6 separate regions of the Mus musculus genome follow, and all the other regions are linked to region 5. Evidence: chromatin contacts called from public Hi-C and promoter capture Hi-C data. All regions are on one chromosome and are shown on one strand. Each heading gives the region's core, a stretch centred on a gene start, on an enhancer-like site or on the middle of the called end of the contact. The rest is flanking DNA. Distances are from core to core; before and after follow the strand shown.

Region 1 (3,408 bases), core at 459-2,958, 2.8 Mb after region 5:
TCACGGCTAACAGTAATGTTTGCTGGGTGCATATTATGAGCCAGAGTCACACCACATGTCCATTTAATCCTCACAACCTTCTGAGAAAGTATCCCCATTTCATGGAGAAGCTGGGGTTCTAACAGGTTACTTCGTGGCTACAGTTCTCAGAGATTAAACGGCGGAGGCAGGTTTGGAATCCAAGCAGTCCGACCCCATAAAGCTGCCTCCCAGAAAGAAGGATGGCACAGATGACATTTCTTAGCCTCATTTTTTTTAATCCCAATCCTGAGATTCTGAGACAACCAGGTGATCCTAGGTAGGCCTGGACTGACTTATTCACCAAAGGAACTGTAAGAAAATGAAGGCTAAGAGGCATATTTCTCAAAGAGAGGCAGCCATCATCAAAAAGAAACGGGGTTGGCAGAGTAGTTCAGCACTACAGTTCTTGCCGGCATTAACAAGGCCCTAGGTTCAATGCAGAGCGCTGCAAAGAACAGCTGAGCTCTAGCACCCTGTTGTCTCCACTGACCTGCAGAGCCCAAATAGGTCCAGCCCCTCCCCCACCTACTTCCTAGCCTCTACTCTGGTGTGTAAGCCCTAGCATTTCTTCTGCTCCCCACAAAGAGCCTAGAGATCTTTCTAGAATACAACATTTTGCTTCTGATCCTCCATCACCTCTTCACTCTCCCGAAGAAACAGAATGTTGTTACTTCTGGTTCTCATCGTTTTTGAACTTCCAGGGTTCAACTTCCTCTATTTATAGAGTTCTCCCATTTCTCCAACGGGATTCCCAAGGCCCAGGCCTGCCAGGACCCAGCCTTGCAAGCTTTAAATCTCTTATCCGTAAATCCCGAGAAATTTTCCCCAGTCAAGCTGAAGGTCTCCACTCCAACATCCTCCTGCTTGACGCATCCTAGAACCCCTTCGCCTGAATTCCCTCCTCAAATCCCGCCCCCTTCTGCAACGGATGGAGAGTCCGTTTATCATACTGCCCATTTTCCTTTTTAAAAGTCAATGGGAAATTCAAGGCCCAGAGAAAGGTAGTGACTTGCCCAAGGTCACACAGAGTTACCACAGTCTGTCTGAAGGCAGAGCCAGGGTTGGGACCCAGGGGCCTCTGCTCCTCCGTTTCTTGGACTACTCCGGTTCTGAGGTGGAAACCAGGAGCATCTCTTTCCTCAGAAGTCCCTCCTAACCTCGGGAGACAGGTTTTGAGAACGGATGGGTAAGGAAGGGTGTCCCCTAAGGTCCAAAGGGGCACCTGGGGCTTCCAAAAGGCACAAGCCTGGGTCTGGGGGAGGGGCACGGGCCACGCCAAATAGCCTAGGATTGGCAACTGGTTTCCATCGCCTGCCCTCCCTTCGCCCCCGACCTTTCTCCACAGACCCACCGTTCACTTCATCCCTTCCTCCTCCTCACACAGCGCCTAGGCTCTCCGTCCCCTCAGCCCCCGGTCGCACCCGCCCCCCCGCCCCCCGCCATGCACCATAATGGCCTCCCCGCCCCTTCTACCCTCACTCCCCGCCCCCACCTACCTACAGGGCTTCTTTTCCTCACCCCTCGGTCCCCTCGCCCTCCCTCAGGGTCCCGGGTGCCCCGGCGGCCCTCCCGCCTCCCCGGCTCGAGCCCGGGCCGCAGGGGGCGCTGTGAGACAGCCCCGGGCCTCTCCACCCCCGCGCGGGGACGTTACCATGCCAGAGCCTCAGAGCAGCTGGGCCGGCTCGGCCCACTCGCCAGTAAAAACAGCTCTGATTGGCCGGGCTTCGGCCGGGAGGGCGGGGCCAGTGGGGGGGTCGCACCCCTTCGTGGCCGGGGCTCCGGTTGCTCTCGCCGAGGAGCGGAGCCCCCAACCGGCCCGGTGTGCCCGGCCCGGCTCCGCCCCCGGCCCGGAGCGCCAGGCCCCGCCCCCACGTGCGCAGAATCCTGGGACCGCCCCCTGGGGCGGGGCGCGCCTGGGCCCACCCCCGGGGGCGGAGCGCGCCTGGGCGGGCCTGGGACTGACCGCGCGCTGGCTGCGCAGGGCGGCGTGGCTCTCCCGGCTCACAGCCCCCTTCTTGCCCGCGACTCCGCGGCCACCACCCAGACCGGACCGAGCCATTAATTTCTCCCGCGCAGAGGGCACTACAGCGGTTCACAGAGCGGCTCTTTTCCCTGCGTATTTTCTTTAGTTTTAATTTTTTGTTGTTGTTGGTTTTTTTCGAGACATGGTTTCTCTGTGTAGCCCTGGCTGTCCTGGAACTCACCAGGCTGGCCTCGAACTCAGAAATCCGCCTGCCTCTGCCTCCCGAGTGCTGGGATTAAAGGCGTGCGCTACCACGCCCGGCTTTAGTTTTAATTTCTTAATTCAAGAACTATTAATTAAACTCCTGTGCCAGCAGCCGTATGTGTCGGGCAAAGCCGACAAATCCCCTAAATGAGTGCGTACGTGCCTCTCGCTTAGCGCTGGGTTACTTTCAGAATCTGCCTCTGTAACATCTACAGTGAGAGATAAACGTTCAGTTATGTAGATAAGGGAACTCGAAGCTACTTAATGGGCATGCATGCTCAAGTTCTTGGGCTAGTACAGCTGGCCCTGGTTGGAGGCATTGCACCTCTTTACCCCTCCAAAGCCGGGGTAAAGACCAAGACGTTGCCTGTTTCCTTCTGTAGGTTTCTGAACCTGACTCAGGAAAACACCTCTTTATGTCTATAGACAATTTGGCTTTATCAATAGTTGTATTAAAAGTTCTTATATTCATTCTTCAAGCCAGCACTGAGTTGTAGAGGCAGACAGATCCCTGGGGCTCAGCGGCTAGCCGAACTAGCCTACATTGTGTTTTCTGACTAGTGAGAGACCTGATCTTTAAAATGATGTCCCAGGACGTCATGAAAAGCCGGACATGAGGGGAAGAAACCCTTTCCCCTGAGATCTAATTTGTCTTTCTTGAAGTGATCTCAAATAACAAATCCATGATGCACTTTAAATCTAATGTATGTCAGGTGGTAGTGGGTGTACCCCTTTAATCGAGCATTTGGAAAGCAGAAGCAGGCAAATCTCTGAGTTCGAGGCCAACTTGGTCTATACAGCAAGTTCGAGGACAGCCAGGAATACACAGGGAAATGTGTAGCCCAAAGAAGCCCTGTATCAAAACAAAACAAAACAAAACAAAACAACAAAAACAAAATAAAACCAAAACCGAGCTTAAAAAAAAATCTAAAGTCTCTTCTTTCCCTTATGTTTTCTTGCTTTTATTTTATTTATTTATCGGGGGGCGGAGGGGGACACATGTGTGCTCACTGCACCCATGTGGGAACCAGAGGACAACTTTCTGGGGTCACTTCTCTCTTTCCACAATTTGGGTCCTGGGGATTTAATCAGGTTATCAGGACTGATGGCAATTGTCTTTACCCACTGAGTCATCTCTCCAGCCTCTCCTTTAAAAAGCA
Region 2 (3,426 bases), core at 380-2,879, 2.7 Mb after region 5:
GTTGGGCTTGACGTGATGGCAAGGTAAGCAAGAATAGCTGTAGGTTTATGGGTTAACAATTCTCAAGCTCCAGGAACAGAGAGCCTCTTTCCTGACTCTTCCTTTACAGCCTTGACTAGTCCTACAGTCTCTAACATTGGGCAGTCTTGGGCCAAGTCCTGCTCCTTGATAGGAGCAAAGTCCAGCTGCACTTCAGCCAAAAACAGAATCTAGTGGTTCTCTAAAAGAGAACTTCTCTATCACCAGAAGAAGAGGGATAAAGGCTGACAGAAATGACAGAAGCCCATCACCTTGTTAGTAATGACAAGCCAGAGCAGAGTTGTTCTCCTATTTTCATACCAGTTGATAAGGTCTTATTCTAAATGCCTCTTTCACCTGTCTCTGTCTGTCAGGAAGAAGCCTTTCCCCTCCCTGGATGTCTGTGTCAAATATATCTCCCTCCCGAGTCTCTTTTGGATGGAATCCCATCCTTCCTAAAGCCAAGTCCAGGGAAGGGCATGCATGACCTCTCCAGAAAGCAGGCATTGCCACAGTGTGGCGTGCAGCAGAGTCTAGTGGTGAGCCAGCAGTCTTCGGTTCCATCAGAGCTGGAGGGCTGTGAGCAGCGGAAGGACCTAACAGATCGCTTTCTACCAAATCCAAGGCATTTACTTCCACAGTCTAACCTCTGTTCTCTGATATGCTGTTTGTATGGTTTACTGTTTGCATTGTACAGGAACTTGAGACCTGGAGAAGTCTGTGTAAGGCTCCAGAAAAAGAGATACCATCCTTGGATAATAAAATCCTCTGTGAGCCAGGCCGAAATGGACATTAGGTCACAGCAATCACCTTTTTAAAAACGTGCATTTTCTAGGTGTTTTTCCTACGTATCACACGTGTGAAGGTGTCGCGGATCCTTTGGAAATGGGAGTTACAGACAGTTGTGAGCAGCTCTGTAGTTGCTTGGAATGGAACTCAGGTCCTCCAGAGGGACAGCCATTGCTCTTAACAGCAGAGCCATCTCCAGCCCTCACAGGAATAATTTCAATCATTCTTTTTTTTTTTTTTTTTTTTTTTTGGTTTTTCGAGACAGGGTTTCTCTGTATAGTCCTGGCTGTCCTGGAACTCACTTTGTAGACCAGGCTGGCCTCGAACTCAGAAATCCACCTGCCTCTGCCTCCCAAGTGCTGGGATTAAAGGCGTGCGCCACCACGCCCGGCTAATTTCAATCATTCTTTCAAGCGCAAATTTCTCCCTCCAGTCGACAAAAGCTCAGAAGGTGGTGGTGTGACTTCTCCGGGGTTATATACATGGCTCTCACGATAAGTTGCTTTTTTTCTGAGACAGTCTTGCTATGTAGCTCAGGCTGGTCTCCAATCAAGCAGTCCTTCAGCCGCAGCCTCTCCAGTGCTGGAATGAACAGACCTGAGTCACAGATGGTGGTCTCCCTAGTGTTCCCAGTTAACTTTGCAGTCCGCGCTCTGTGGCTACATCCTCCAACAAACACAGCGATTGGATGCCCACCAAGGGCCACCAGGGCGCGCTCGCAGCCAGGCGCGAGGCCGCCGAGGGCGGGAGGCTCTGTGATTGGGAGGCGCGGCTGTCAGTTAGGCGCGGGCGGGGCGGTGGGCGGTGGGCGTGGCCTGCATGAATAAGGCGCGCTTCAGCGCGTCGAGCGCTTCGCCGCCGCCCGCCGGACTGCGAGGCGCCCCCTGAGGGGCGGAGGAATCGGGCCTGGGGAGCGGGCGCTGAGGGAGGAGCCAGGTCGGAGCGGCTGAGGGCCCTGGCGAGGAGGTGGAGGGCTGAGGCCCGGAGGAGGCCCCGCCGCGATGGGCAACCTGGAGAGCACCGACGGTGGCCCGGGCGAGCCGCCCTCCGTCCCGCTGCTGCTGCCGCCCGGCAAGACGCCGATGCCCGAGCCGTGCGAGCTGGAAGAGAGATTCGCCCTAGTGCTGGTGAGACCGGCGCTGCTGCCTTCCCGCCGCCCCCACAGCCCCCGCCGGGTCCCGCCCACCCCCGCAGCCCCGTCAACGCCTGGCCCGGCCGGCAGCTCGGAGCGGCCCGTCGGGGGTCGGGGAGGAGGGGTCCCCAAGCCCGGGACCTGCCCGAGGTCCAGACTCCTCCCTCCCCACTTCCCTCAGACTTCCCGGTCCGCTGCCGGAATTCCATTCCCGGGACCTCGCTGGTGGGACGGTTTCGGAAGCTGTTGGGTCCCCAGCCAAAATCAGGCATTTTTCCTCCTTCATGAGAGCGGGTCTCGCGTTCAGACCAGATGTTTCGGGGAGGAAAAGGGGGGATTGGAGAAGGGGCTGGCTGCCCATGGGGGTGGGGGGTGGGATAAGAAGCGATGCCATTCTACTTATTTCAGGACCGCCTGCAGGCATCCTGCTAAGTTATAGTGGATTTGCCTAGGCTGAACATGTGGATAAGCCATTTGACTAGACAGTTTTTTCCCCCCAATTGAAACAATACACAAACCATCCCGCCTGGTTTTTTATCCTCCCTCGTTTCATGTTAAACTTTGGTGACTGGTTCGTGTACCGTTGCTTGTGGTTCTTTGTAGTCCTTCTGTGGTTTCAAAAGGGATGGTTTCTAAAGACGAACTGATTCTCCTTTGCCCTGGGGCTTGGACGTTGATGTGAGTGACTCTGAATAGAGAGGTTAGTAGCAGGTATCACTGAGAGGAAGCTGGACCATGTTCAACATGAAGCTTTAAAAAAAAAATGAACATAACGCTAACAGATAAATCTGAAAAACTTGGGGAAATAGCTTTCACTTCTTCCCCCAAAGAGCTATTAGGAGATAGTAATAATTCTGGTGTATTGTTGGTACGGTCTGAAGGACTGACTTTGCCCGTGAGGAGGGATAAGTTGTAGACTTAGCAGCCTTATTGGATTTCATCTGCCTTGGAAGAGGGAGATTAGATCTGTTGGCAGCAGTGGAGCTGTCTAGAGATCCTGGCCTCTGCAATGTGGGGAGCCTCACATCATCATCTCAATGGCACCAACTTGGACTCAGAGAGAGTCCAGGATGTTCCACAGAGGTGTGTCAGGGGAAGCAAGAAAGGATGGCCCCTGGCAGGCGCTTAATATCAGGGCACACCCGGAGGGGATCAATTATGACCTTCAGCTGCCCCAAGGAAGAAGGAGGAAAAAAAAAAAATCAGTATGCTTGCACACCTGTGATGTATCTGCACCACCTCCATAGAGTCCCTGGTTTAAGGCACAGGGCTGGGTTAGGACTCCTGGAATCAATGTTCTGTGTAAATCACCTCAAGCTCTCCAAGCTCTGCCTAGGTCTTTGTGGATCAGATCATGTGTCTGTACCAGAAAGCCAGGAGTCTGTGGTCTTGACTCAGCGGTGATACAACTTTCCCAGTCAGAGTGTTTTCCGGAGGAGTGTAGGGGGTGGGGCTCTGTAAATACAGTGGGGTTTGGAAAACCTTCA
Region 3 (3,114 bases), core at 259-2,758, 3.0 Mb after region 5:
TCACATTGGAGTCCGAACACGGACCTGGGTGTCTCTCTGCAGCGCGCCATTTACATTTCTCTCTCGATCTGTCAACCTGTCTGGGCTCCCTTCTCTCTCTCTCTGTCTCTGTCTCTCCCTCTCCCGCTCTGGGGCCGTCTGTCAGTCTCTTTTCGAAGCTTTGTCTCTCTGTCTCTGTTTCTGTCTCTGATTTCTCGGCTGTCCGTTTCCTGCTCATTCCCTAGTTTCTCTCTCTCTCTCTCTCTCTCTCTCTCCTTTCATTTCTCTCTGCTGCTTCTGCTGCTATGTGCTATGAGACACCCCCCCCCCCAAATTCATAGAGGCCAGGGTGGGAATGACAGATTTGCCTTTTCCCAGACTGGTCAACAAGTACCGATTGAGCCCTTTGCCATGTTCTGTATTTGGTTGGGGGCACCGAGGGACGTGTGATGGCGAATTGCTATTTATTTCTGTTTTCTGTTTGTTATATATGAGTCCCCCTTGCCCCTTGTTTAGCTCTGCATTCCCCCTCTGAGGTTTTATACGTATATTGTAGCCTGACCCCTGTTTACCCCATCACTGTGTTTATCTTCCTTTAAGCGCTGAGAATACCAAACTCCAGCTACAGGGTGAAAGTGAGGATACATACGGTGAGGGCTGAGAATCGCTGCAGAGCCCTGGGAGCAGGCAGGGAACCTGGAGGCCCGGGGCTCGGCGGAGAGGTGGGGGGAGATGGCGCGGCCTGCCCCGCCCCCGTGCTTCCCGCTCTGGGCGCCAGGGGTCGCTCCGCCTGCGGCCGCTTATAGTGGCTCCTGCCGCGCAGCGACTCACACCACCCGCACTGCTGCCAGGGAGGAAGGTTAGGGACGCAGAGAGGGAGAGCGCTTGCTGGAGAGGGACGCCTGGCTAGGGCTCTGATGAGGGCTGCGGCCACCGCGGCCGTAGGAGGCAGGTAGTGCTTTCCACGAGCTAGAGTGCAAAATCTCTGACGAGGTCGCGTCCAGAGAGAGCCCCCCACCTCACCTCCCGCGCCAGCTCAGAGCCTGGGACGTCGGGAGAGCGGGGAGAGGTCCCCGGTCTAGCCGGGAGAAATCAGCGAGGGGAGCCCGGGACCAGGCACAGCTGTCCGCAAGAAAGCAACTGTCTGGAGAGGTGGCATCTTAGACCTGTGAGAAACCAGCCGTCCAAGAAGCTGCAGGTTTCAGGCGCCCTGAATCATTAGAACTGCACCCGAGGGTAATATCAGACTGTAGGTTCTGAACCCTCAAGGGCTGTCCTTGGCCCAGCTCACGGGGAGATCGCCACCCTGACAGGCGGTTTGGGGAACAGCACTGCTGTCACAGAAGGAATTCGCCGCGGCAAGGTGGTCCGGCACAGCCGTCGGGAGATCCAGACCGGGGCCCGAGCCCGCGGAGAGCCCCGGGCCCCCGCCACCATTGCGCCCAAAAGTGAGGAGGATTTGCTGGCCCTGGCCGCGTCACGGCTGAGCCGCCGCAAGCGGGTGGCGGGCGCAGCCGTCGGGGTGGCCATGGTGCTGCTGCTGCTGGTAGCCATCCCGCTACTGGTGCACAGCTCTCGCGGACCAACACACTATGAGATGCTAGGTCGCTGTCGCATGGTGTGTGACCCCCACGCATCCCGAGGCCAAGGCCCCGACGGCGCGCCCGCCTCGGTGCCTTCCTTACCTCCAGGTGCCAAGGGAGAGGTGGGGCGGCGAGGGAAGGCAGGCCTGCGGGGGCCACCAGGACCCCCAGGTCCCAGAGGGCCCCCTGGAGAGCCAGGCAGGCCAGGACCCCCAGGTCCTCCTGGCCCAGGCCCTGGAGGGGCAGCGCCCCCTGCCGGCTATGTACCCCGAATTGCCTTCTACGCGGGTCTAAGGCGGCCTCACGAGGGTTATGAAGTGTTGCGCTTTGACGACGTGGTGACCAACGTGGGCAACGCTTACGAGGCAGCCAGCGGCAAGTTCACCTGCCCCATGCCAGGAGTCTATTTCTTCGCTTACCATGTGCTCATGCGAGGCGGTGACGGTACCAGCATGTGGGCCGATCTGATGAAGAACGGACAGGTGAGGTTGCCCCTCTACTTAGCCCCAGATCCTGCTAATGACTTCCTAAAACTCCCCGCGCTCAGCTCACAATCCAGCTTCTCCCCTGAAACACTATCAGGGTATCCAAGACTGGCAAGGTTACCAAACTTCTAATGTCACTCAATTTAGTCAAAGAGGAGGAATTGGGGGGGGGGGCGTCTGGAAAAGAAAATCACCTGACAGGACAGTAGGCTGAGGTCAGAGCTAGAACTCAGGACTCAAAGGCCCCAACCTCCACGCTCCAACCTCCGACTGTAGCCTGCCAAATCAAATGTCCGTGGCACCTTCCCCAGCCCATAGCTTCTTCTTTCTTTCTTCCTTGAGCTGCCCTCTCTATTGGGGTGGTCTTCCCAGTCAGTGGGTTTCCTGGCCCTGGCATGGAACAAGCTATTAGAGAACCTGGTTTCAGGGAATGGAATGGGATCTCTTGTTTTGGGTAGTGGCAGTCTCCCCCCAGGGGAAGTCATTCAGCTTGAATTTTCAAAGAGAAGTGAAAGGGGGTGGAGGGGAGAAAACACTAACTGGCCTCTCTACTAGATCTTATTTGTTTATCCCCAGGACCTGGAGCCAAACCTAGACCAAGCTTTCCTCCCAGTTAATACTGATTGTGTAGGCAGATGTGGACAAGGGTCTCTGGCTCCAGGGGCTATATAAGTGGTGGGGTAAACCAGATTGGATTTGGAAAAGCTAGGAGACAATGGACAGGAAGAAGGGAGGCCTGGTCTTTGGGGCCTAAGCCCACCCTGGGAACCTCTCAGATTCCTCTAGGTGTTGCCCCAGTGGGGAGTCAAAAAGCATTGCCACCTAAGATTTGAGGGGATAGCACCCCCAAAGACCCACATATTTGAACAAGCAAGATGCCATAGGGCTGAGTGGAGAGAGCTGCCTGTACTCTGCAGGATGAAGAAGGTTTGGACTGAACAGTGACCTTTGAATGTTCCATGGGAGGGGTGGGGCCCTGGTGCATCAGGCCTACTGCTCAGGATCCCTTAAGCCTTAAGCCTTGAGCCCTGCTAGATTGCTGAAAAGCTCTCGGACCCCAAGAGGAC
Region 4 (3,033 bases), core at 227-2,726, 2.0 Mb after region 5:
TTTTTTTAAATCTGGTAAATATTGTAACCAAAGGTATCACCGGGCAAGCAACCCAAAGGTTTCCTATCTTCCTAAACGCTTCCCCACTGATTAATTGAAAAGTAATATGTTGATAATTGCATGCAGGTGAAAAGATCACCACCCTACACATTGGGAAAGCCTTAAAGGGTTATTAAAATTAATTATTTCCTTCAATCGAGTAAGATCTGTGACACTCAAACGCACTTCTGGCTTTTCACTATAAGTGATTCTCAAAAAGGTTTGAAAAAGCCCAGTGTCGTGACAAGTTAACAAAAAGTCGGAACTAGAACGCTCCTGGGAACTTGATCACATTCCTTACTCTTTTCCAATCAACAGTTTTTAGTGAACTTGAAAAATACTGGGGAGGGTCTTTGGCAAGGAATTCAACAATATGCAACTCTGGAGACATCAGCGAAGTGTACGGAAACCAAGCGCGGAGAAAATGCTGCTTTTGTTCAGAGGCCGCCTGCGATAAAAACAGGAACTTTACAGAGAAGCTGATCTCCACAGCACATTCGCCTGACCACATGCCCACAGCCGGCATTGAGGTCCTCATTGTTATCCAAGGCACTTCTCTTGTAACAGAGCCCAGATTTAGTCCATGTTTGAAATTATCTACACAAACCCAACCCTCCCTGTACCAATCCATTGTCAAAAGAAAGAGGGTGCCGGCCAGGATTTGCATGTACCCGGTAGCCACCTCTACAAAGACTCCAAAAGGTGACCAGATAGGAAAACCTAGACTGAATGCAGGTGGCAAGAAAAGCCTGCTGCTCCCAAGGACAGAGGCGGTCTAGAGGCAGCGGATCGGGGGGTCTCTGGGTTAGCGCCACCGCTTCCGACCTCCCTCGGACCCTCAATGGCTCCCCCGCTCCTTTCTCACGCCTGTCACTGGTGAGGCACCTCGCATTGTTAGAGAAGCAGGAAGACGTGCAGCTGCGGCGTCCCCCTGCGCCTCGTTCTGAAGCCGGAGCGAGGGGACAGGCGAGCGGCCCTTCGGGAGCAAGGCAGCAGAGGGGCAAGGTGTCAGCCGGAGGGCGCAGCTTTGTCTCCAGCTGACCCGTCCCCGGGTCCTGCGGGGCCCCCCAGGGACAACAATGAAAGCCCAGCCGCGCTTCGCGGGTGGGGAGCGGCGAGCCCCGCCAGCCCAGCCGCCCACAGGCCGCCGCCCGCTCGCCCGCTCGCCCGGCCCGCCGCGCGCTCGCCTACCCTCAGACAGCTCCAGCTCCAGCTCAGCCAGCTGCGCCCGCACCTCGGGGGGCAGCGCGGCCACCGCGGCCGGCGACGGCTCCAGGCCTCGCTCCGCCATCGCGGCTGCGCCAGCCACACTCCGGAAGACGAGAGGGGGCCGAAGGAGGGACGGACTGACGCGGGCCCACACCCCGGCTACAGGATCCGGCTCCAGCCGCCGAGAGCCGCCGGCGCTGCCGCTGCCGCCGCCGCCGCCGCCGCCATGAGCGAGGGTCACGTGAGCGTGCGGCCCCGCCCCCCGGCCTGGAGCTCGTCCCGCCCCGGAGACGCAGGACGGGCGTGGCTACAGCGCCCTCTACCGCGGATCTTGGAGAGCGCAGGCTGCCGTCGCCTGCTCTGCTCTCCTTGGGAAGATGCGGCACCTGCTGCATATGACGCCTACCTTCCACAAACTCTCAAGCAAGAGGACTCCGGGACGTTGCCCTTACTTCTTCCAGTCCCTCTCACTCGGGAGAGCATGCATCTGTCATGTCTTTTCCCCCATTTTCCCTGATGGACCTGCCTACAGGCCACATCCTTCATCTACCCCAGATTCTGGATTATGCCTGCCAACAACTCTTTGATTTCTTTTTCGGTGCTTCTTGTAATCCCAGCACTCAGGAGGTGGAAACCGGAGGATCTGAAGTTCAAGGTCATTCTCTCCTCAGTGAGAGCCAGCCTGGGCTACATGAGACCTGTCTCAAAACACAAGAAAAAAGATCACAGTCGAACTTGCTTCATCTTGCCTTGACTCCTAAAGACTTATAAAAAGAACTTCTGTGGGAATAGGGGTTGGGGACATGGTTTCATTGTTACAATCGCTGGCTGCTTCTGCAGAAGGCCTAAGCTCAGTTCTCAGCACTGGGCGTCTAATGCCAGCTTGAGGACCTCTGCAGACCTCTACACACACGGCTACATACACCGCATTCGGTATAATGGTGCACGCCTTTTATCCCAGCACACAAGAGGCAGAAGCAGGCTAATCTCTGAGTTTGAGGCCAGCCTGGTCTACATAGTGAATTCCTATTCAGCCAGGGCTACACAGTTAAGACCCTGTCTGGAGGAGCGAGGAACGGAGAGGGGAGGGGGAGGAGAGGAAGAGGAAGAGGAAGAGGAAGGGGAAGAGGAAGGGGAAGGGGAAGAAGAGGAGGAGGAGGAGGAGGAGGAGGAGGAGGAAGAAGAAGAAGAAGAAGAAGAAGAAGAAGAAGAAGAAGAAGAAGAAGAAGAAGAAGAAGAAGAAGAAGAAGAAGAAGAAAGAAAGAAAGAAAGAAAGACATCTCTTTATGCAGTCTTGCCTGACCTGGAACTCTCTACTCAACCGACAAAGGACAAAGATCCACTTTCATCTGCCTCCTTGCTGAGTGTTGGAATCAAAGACGTGCCCTAGCTTGATGGGGAGTTGGGGATAGCTTTTTTTTTTTTTTTTTTAGCCACCTCAGTATGTAACCTATATGTAGTCCAAAAGTACTCATTCTAGTTTAGTATATATAAGGAAGGCCAAAAAAAAAAAATCCCTGTATTCTTTTTCCCCTCTTTTATTATTATTATTTTCTTTATTTACATTTCAAATTTTACATTCCTGTATTCTTACCAAAAACTATTAAGATCTTTATTTTACATTGTAACTTTTGTGTTTAGTATTGAAATTTTGTCACAGGGAGACAACTGATTTATGATTTTTTTCCCCACTGTGTGCATGGGGGGGGGGGGGGTGGCACACACAGCCTGAGGGGATCCTAGTGTCTCTTTCTTTCCAAGGTGCTCCAAAATGGAAGCTGGGGA
Region 5 (3,298 bases), core at 294-2,793:
AGAAAAGATGGACTTCTGGTTAAGACACTGAATGTTGCCAGGCGTGTTGCTAAACACCTTTAATCCCAACAACCCCAAGGCAAGCCTGGTCAGATAGTCAAGAGCTAAATGAGAGACCTTGTCGCACAGTTTAGGCACAGCAATCCAAAAGGTATTTTTAACAGATTATGCTATAAAAAATAAACTAAAACGAAAACTAATGCTGGGTGTCTAAAAGCCCTCTGGTATTCACAGGTCCACTGCAAATGCCAAAAAAACCCAAAAAGCAAAAAACTTGGAAAACAAAACAAAACAAAAAAACAAAACCCGAAACGACCTCCACAAACCTCACTTGCAATGCAGGGAATATACATTCCACCAAACAAACAAACGCACGCAGAACCTCTAGCCACTATTTTAATAGCACCTTCTGGAAGTTTCCCAGTTATCTGGGAAAATGACAAAAGCTGAATCCTGACACTAAAACTACCCAAAAAATGGAAGTTCTATATAATGCAACGCCCCGATTTCCTTCCCCACCTCTGCCTGGCATATAGTGTGCACTCAATAAAAACTGTTGGTTGAATCAAGAGGTGGAAAGAAAAAGGCACAGGAGAAATCTAGGTGTCTATCCCTACAGCACCTAACACGTGGGAGCACCCTGGGTTCCCTACCCCCAACTATAGTGGGGCCAAACCTAATATGCGTTCGCTTGGGAGTACAGCGGCCGTGCCACGCTCCCAAACCGACTAAAGCTTAAAGTACAAGGTCATAAACGAGCAAAAGCCAGGTCCATCCAGGCTTCCCATCTGGAGTCCAGCAGCGCGTGTTTCTGAGGCGCGCCTTCTCCACCACCTCGCCTCGTCGCCCGTGCCGCGCACGCGCACCGCTGCTTTCATCGGCCCCTCCACAGCCTCGCGCTCGCGTTCTAACTGCACCCCCCCGCCCCCACGAGGGTCCGCAACGGCCTCGCGCCTTGGAGACCCGGCCCAATGTGTTCCGGTCCGCGCGCCAACCGCCTCCTTCCTCCACCCGCGCCTTGGCGCGGGCGCGGTGCTTCACGCCTTTGAGAGCCTCGCGCCTCCCGCACGTCTCTCTGTGCTGCCTCCTCCAATTGAAGGCAGGGTCCACCATTTCTGCCTACTCCAACCTCGCGCAACGGGGTGAAAAGGGTGTGAGGGGGAGGGGAAGGCCTTCCCCTCCCCCTAGACATCCCGAGGCGGTAACCTCAAGCGGCCATGCCGCTAGCCTGCCGCTGCCCCCAGGTCCGAAAGGAGCCGGTGCCTCCTGCCCCCGACCTCCAGCAAGGAGCGGACCAAGCCCGGAGGCTGTTTCCGAGCCTGGTCTTTGGCCACGCTCGGCCGCTCACTCACCTGAGGCCGCCATGTTGGGAGAGGGAGAGAGAACGCAAAGGACCCGGATGAGGCAGTCACGTGATTATAGCGGGCGCGACGGGCTTGGAGACGTGAAACCAGGAGGGGGCGGGGAGCCGAGGACGGAGGCAGAAGGCGGGGCGCCGCCGCCGCGCTGGGTTCGTAAAGCAGCGCGAGGGGGTGGCGCGGCGTCCGACGGGAAGACCTGCGCGACATGTGGCCGAAGGGGTGGAGTCTGAGCTGTCGCGAAACCCTTCGCTTTACGTCGGGCCCGGCGCGGCCGTCCGGTCCGATCTGCGCCCGGGGCGGAGTCTCCTGGCGCACAGACTTGTGGGTGCTGGATCGGCGCGAAGGGCGGGGTCGCACTTGCTGATTCTATGGAACAGAGTGGACTTGGAATCTAGAATGGGTGTGCCACAATTGATTTTTTCCGAAGGGAAGATTCTGAGTTTCTTTTTAAATCACTTTTTGTAAAGACAAAGAAAATATAATGTTCCGTAGAATGGTTTCAATTAAGAAGGTAACATTTGAACCATGGGCTTTTGCCTCATTTAACCCTCCAATGGACTGACAAGGGCCAGCACCGAGTGGCTAGCCACATTTCTTACAGCGAATGCTTCATTTTTTTTAAAAATATATATTTCAAAAAGTGAAACTATTGAACACCAGCCACGTGCCAGGCACTGTTTAACAGACATTTGTGGATATAAAAAGGGATTAAAACTACCTTGAATAAAATACTACAAATGATAAACATTACAGGTAAGTAGGCTAATAGAGTAAAAGGCAGTTGGGTACAACTCCAGATGGCCTGCCCCTCTACAAGAACAGGGAACATTCTTAGCCACTGAGCCACAATTCCAGCTCCTAAAATTTTTTTATGACCCTAAAACATACAAACCATAAAACAAACAAAAAACAAACAAATAAAAACAGGGGTTGGAGAGATGGCTCAGCGGTTAAGAGCACTGACTACTCTTCCAGAATTCCTAGCACCCACATGGCAGCTCACAACTCTAACTCCAGTTCCAAAGGATCTGACACCCTCATATAGACATACATGCAGCAAAACAGCAATGCACATAAAATAAAAATAAATATACTTTAAAAAATGATTTGCAGAAACAGGCATGGTGGCACATACCCTTAATTAATTTATTTACTTATATTTAATTTGGTGTTTTGAAACAGGGTCTCTCTACATAGCACTGGCTGTCCTGGAACTCATTATGTAGACCAGGCAAGACTTTAAATTCAGAGAGCCACCTATCTCTGCCTCCTGAATGCTGGGATTAACAGTATTCATTACCATGCCCAGCTGGCACACATCTCTAATTCCTACAGTTGGAAGGCAGACAAAGGCAAATCTCTATGTATAGAGAGTTTGAGGCTAATTTGGTCTACATATCCAGTTCCAAGTCAGCCAAGGCTACATACACACAGACCCTGTCTCAAAACAAAACTAAACAAAACAAAATAACCCCTAAACCAGCCAACCAAACAAAAACAAAACAAGAAGACAGAAATACTTTTCTTAGCTCAGTATGGAGCACCACATACAAAAGTGGTAATCACCGTGCTTGGTAGATTGAGATAGAAAGATCAGTGGAAGGCAAGCTTTGACTACAGAACAAGTGAAGATCAGACTGGGCTACAAAGAGACAACGAGATCATTTGTCAAGGTTTGATAGCCGTACCTACCCAGTCCCTCTCCTTTAATTTGCTATTGCTTTTCCCCAATGGTTTTCAGCCTGACCACTGTATTAACTTCCTAGCTGGGTTTCTTGCCTGAAGGCTTTGTCTACTGCAATGCATGCAGAATATGGCTGCCACACGTCTTCCTGGAGGAGAGATCTGAACAGTTGCTGAGAAACATGGCCACACTGACATGGACAAAATAAGACTTTTTTTTTTTTTTTTGAGAGACAGGGTCTCTCTGTTTCATA
Region 6 (2,998 bases), core at 151-2,650, 2.4 Mb after region 5:
GTCCCCAGCTCTCCTGGGGCACTGAAGCTTCCTAGAACACGCCTGCCTCCACGCTGCCACACGTTTAGCCCTTGGCTATGGGTCAGTGAAGACTGCCAAAGGCAGCCTAGGCCTGGCAGGGGGAAGAGGCCAACTAAGATTTCATCACTGCTGCGTCTTAGGGGCCCGAACTTGGCAGTGGGAGCCCCAGTCTCCCTGCGGACTCTCTGTCCCCCCTTTCTAGGTGAGGAGAATGCCATATGGATTTGACCAAAGACCAAAAGTCCAATGATCAGCCTTCAGATCTGCTAATAACCAGTGAATGAGTAACAGGGTTAGAGTTCAGGGCAGGCAGGAGAAGTTGGACCCCGAGTCCGGGAGCCTGAGAACCAGCCTTTGGTTGCCATGGAGACCCCTCTTTTCCACCTAGCACCTCTAAGGGGTGGTACATTCAGATTCCAGAAAGATTCCAAAAGAGTAATATAGGGGCTTAATGGGGGAGGGGTACTCCAGGCCTAGAGCACCCCGCCTGCTGCTCCACCAAGCCAGCGGGCGCCTACAGTGGCCTCCTCCCCTCCTCTGGGAAGGAGGCACCTCGAAGTCACTTTTGCGTGTTGACTGAGTATACCCTTTCCTTGCCTCGCTCTCTCTCTCTTCTCACATCGAGTTGGAGCTCACCACATTGGGGGGCAGCTTGTGCCCTGGCAGGTATTTAACATTCTCGTGCTGAGTGTTGATGATCTCAGTTAGCTTTCTGCCCCCGATGTCTTCCTCAAACACCCACATGGTCACCCGTGGGTCAAAGTGTGCCAGCCGGCCTGCATTGCTACCCACGATCTTGGCAATGGCTGAGCCCCTGGCGGGAGAGGAAACACAGGAAAGTGGACTAGGGTGACAGGGAGGAGGGGGAGGAACTCATAAAGCTTGTTGGATTTTTTTTTACCTCCTGCCTCTCACTCTCACGTCACTCCGCCCCCCTACTCCCACCCTGGTCCCCTATGATGAATGTGTCTCCCACAACTGGCAATAGAAGATTCAATCTATCCAGTCTTTGCTGCTGGGGAGGTGGGCTAGCCTTCCCTACACCGCGCAGGCAGCTTCTCAGGCAGGGAAGGCAACAGCACTCTGCTCACCTTCCTGTGGTGAACAGGTGCAGCGCCCAGGCGGGCACAGCCGGGAGGCTGGGCACAGACTGTCCTGTGTACCGTAAGCACTGGAGACGGCAGCAGGAGTCCAGCTGGCTCCTGAGGGCATTTCCTACCCTCTGCCCGCTTCCTGCTCACCCAGCCTCCCTCCGCGGAGCCCCTCAGCCCTCGGAGAGCCCTTCCCTCCCCCCCTGCCCTTCACAGAACCACTCACCAGTTGCCAGAGCCGACAATGCAGACTTTCTTGCCAGCCATGGTGCTGCTTGCTGCTTCTCTGCCCCGGCGGGTGTGGGCTCCGAGTATTTAACTCCACCACACGTGGGTGCAGCCAAGCTCCGCCCCTGAGGTGGCCCAGAGGCTGGCACCCAGGGACTAGGAGTCTGGCCTGCAGAAAGGGTAGTAAAGGGGACAGACAGGTGGAGAACAGGACTGAGGCTGAGGCCAGGCCAGCTTTTCCTCTCGAGTTCCCAGCTGACAGTGCTGGCCAGCTTCTTCCCTCGTTTGGCCTCGGCTTAGTTCTCCACCTACGTATTGGTATTGAGTCTGGTCAAGAAACAGTAACACCCCCCCCCCCCCAGCTATCACACCCCCCCCCAGCTATCACACCCCCCCCCCCCAGCTATGCCTTCAGTCTCCAGCACTGAAATAAACTGCAACTGACAGGGCTCGGCATGGTGGTGCATGTCTTTAACCCCAGCGCTTGGGAAGCAGAGGCAAGAGGGTCTCGATGAGTTCGAGGCTAGTCTGTTTCAGAGAGAGAGAGAAAAAAGCACTAGCGTCAGCAACAGCGATGTTTTCAAAGGCAAACGCCTCATCGCTCTCGCTAGCTAGCATGTGCCTCCCCCAGATCCTCAGCTGTTCCACTCCCATGATGTCCCATGATGGTAGCTCCACCACGGGCTCTGGGTGAGAGGATCAAGGGATGTGAGCACCTTCTAGGGAATAATACTACAATACCACATACACAGTAAGGGGCTGCTTTGGTGTATACCCCCACCCCGACCAAGGATTAAAATATCTCGGGAGAAAATGGACATAGTGGTGCACACCTTTAATCCTGGCGTTCAGGAGGCAGAGGTAGGTGAATCTCTGTGTGTTTGAGGCCAGCCTGGTCTACAGAGTGAGTTCCCAGATAGTGGGGGGGGGGGGGTTACATAAAGAAACCCTGTCTTGGAAAACTAAAAATAACAAGGTCATCTTGGTTACTTGCAGGTCAGGGACCCACAGGTTGCCCCTTCACCTCAGATAATCTCCGTTTGAAGGTCTCTAAAGGGAAGGAAGGTCAAAGGCCACTGGTGACACGTGGCCCACCCACACTCCTTCCAGGCTTCAGGAAGGGCAGAAGGTGGTGGCCAGCACATGCTCCTGGATAAGCCTGATCTCCCTTCAATTTCTTCTCTCAGGCTCTGCTTATCCCACAGGGACCCTTAAATTAAACAGCTGGTTACAGTCTCTAGACAGGGCCAGAGAAGCCAGTTACAGCAGCAGCCTCTAAAACTCAAGGGTAGCCATGTCTCCGCAGCTCTGTGGTCTCTGATGCCGGTGTGGGTGTGTAGCTTTGGGGGAGGGGGAGAAAGGCAGGCCCATATCCAGCAGTTTGGGCTCCATGGCACCCACAGACATCTGTTTGACTAAGAGGAGGAACTCGGGTTTCCAAGTCACTCTGGAAAGCGCAGCGCAGGCTTCTCGCCCTCCAGTGCTGCACCTTGACCCACAGGGCAGGCGCCACTGTATGCTCATGTGCAGACCTCCTGGCTTGGCACACCACTAATGGAGTGTTGCCACCCACCCCCCCAGGCTGCCCCTGGCCAGGGACAGTAATCAGCACTAGGTTAGAGGGGAGTGTCACCAATGCCACCAGCGGCGAGGAGAAG

Evidence for each region. Promoter capture Hi-C pulls out the DNA fragments that hold promoters and counts their contacts. A called contact is a pair of places that touch in the nucleus more often than the background predicts.
Region 1: a promoter capture Hi-C map of embryonic stem cells shows a contact between it and region 5, with 2.9 times the contacts expected there. The contact joins the promoter of Prpf40b here to the promoter of Eif4b in region 5. A contact is called at or near these places in 4 of 39 promoter capture datasets (embryonic stem cells, liver and pre-B cells).
Region 2: a contact with region 5 is called in a promoter capture Hi-C map of hippocampal neurons, with 4 times the contacts expected there. The contact joins the promoter of Fmnl3 here to the promoter of Eif4b in region 5. A contact is called at or near these places in 3 of 39 promoter capture datasets (hippocampal neurons, liver and pre-B cells).
Region 3: a contact with region 5 is called in a promoter capture Hi-C map of pre-B cells, with 3 times the contacts expected there. The contact joins the promoter of C1ql4 here to the promoter of Eif4b in region 5. A contact is called at or near these places in 1 of 39 promoter capture datasets (pre-B cells) and 1 of 115 datasets of contacts at active chromatin or transcription factors (large pre-B cells).
Region 4: a Hi-C map of B cells shows a contact between it and region 5, with 7 read pairs. The contact joins the promoter of Dip2b here to the promoter of Eif4b in region 5. A contact is called at or near these places in 3 of 39 promoter capture datasets (erythroid cells, hippocampal neurons and pre-B cells) and 1 of 484 Hi-C or Micro-C datasets (B cells).
Region 6: a contact with region 5 is called in a promoter capture Hi-C map of liver, with 5 times the contacts expected there. The contact joins the promoter of Gpd1 here to the promoter of Eif4b in region 5. A contact is called at or near these places in 2 of 39 promoter capture datasets (both in liver) and 2 of 9 other capture datasets (adipose tissue and liver).

The regions. Positions count from the first base shown.
Region 1 is chr15:99,293,538-99,296,945 of GRCm38.p6, reverse strand. Prpf40b (pre-mRNA processing factor 40B) reads right to left here and starts at 1,708. Exons shown (of 26, transcript NM_001370635.1): 1 at 1,518-1,708. It also overlaps a transcript of Fam186b not described here.
Region 2 is chr15:99,368,685-99,372,110 of GRCm38.p6, reverse strand. It overlaps Fmnl3 (formin-like 3), which reads left to right and starts at 1,629. Exons shown (of 27, transcript NM_011711.2): 1 at 1,629-1,934. The coding sequence starts at 1,809.
Region 3 is chr15:99,086,122-99,089,235 of GRCm38.p6, reverse strand. It overlaps C1ql4 (complement component 1, q subcomponent-like 4), which reads left to right and starts at 1,508. Exons shown (of 2, transcript NM_001024702.1): 1 at 1,508-2,044. The coding sequence starts at 1,508.
Region 4 is chr15:100,037,107-100,040,139 of GRCm38.p6, reverse strand. It overlaps Dip2b (disco interacting protein 2 homolog B), which reads right to left and starts at 1,476. Exons shown (of 38, transcript NM_001159361.2): 1 at 1,231-1,476. The coding sequence starts at 1,330.
Region 5 is chr15:102,072,018-102,075,315 of GRCm38.p6, reverse strand. Eif4b (eukaryotic translation initiation factor 4B) reads right to left here and starts at 1,543. Exons shown (of 15, transcript NM_145625.3): 1 at 1,353-1,543. The coding sequence starts at 1,365.
Region 6 is chr15:99,715,989-99,718,986 of GRCm38.p6, reverse strand. It overlaps Gpd1 (glycerol-3-phosphate dehydrogenase 1 (soluble)), which reads right to left and starts at 1,400. Exons shown (of 8, transcript NM_010271.3): 1 at 1,339-1,400; 2 at 658-835. The coding sequence starts at 1,379. The region is part of intron 2 of Gm16537 (predicted gene 16537); the gene reads left to right.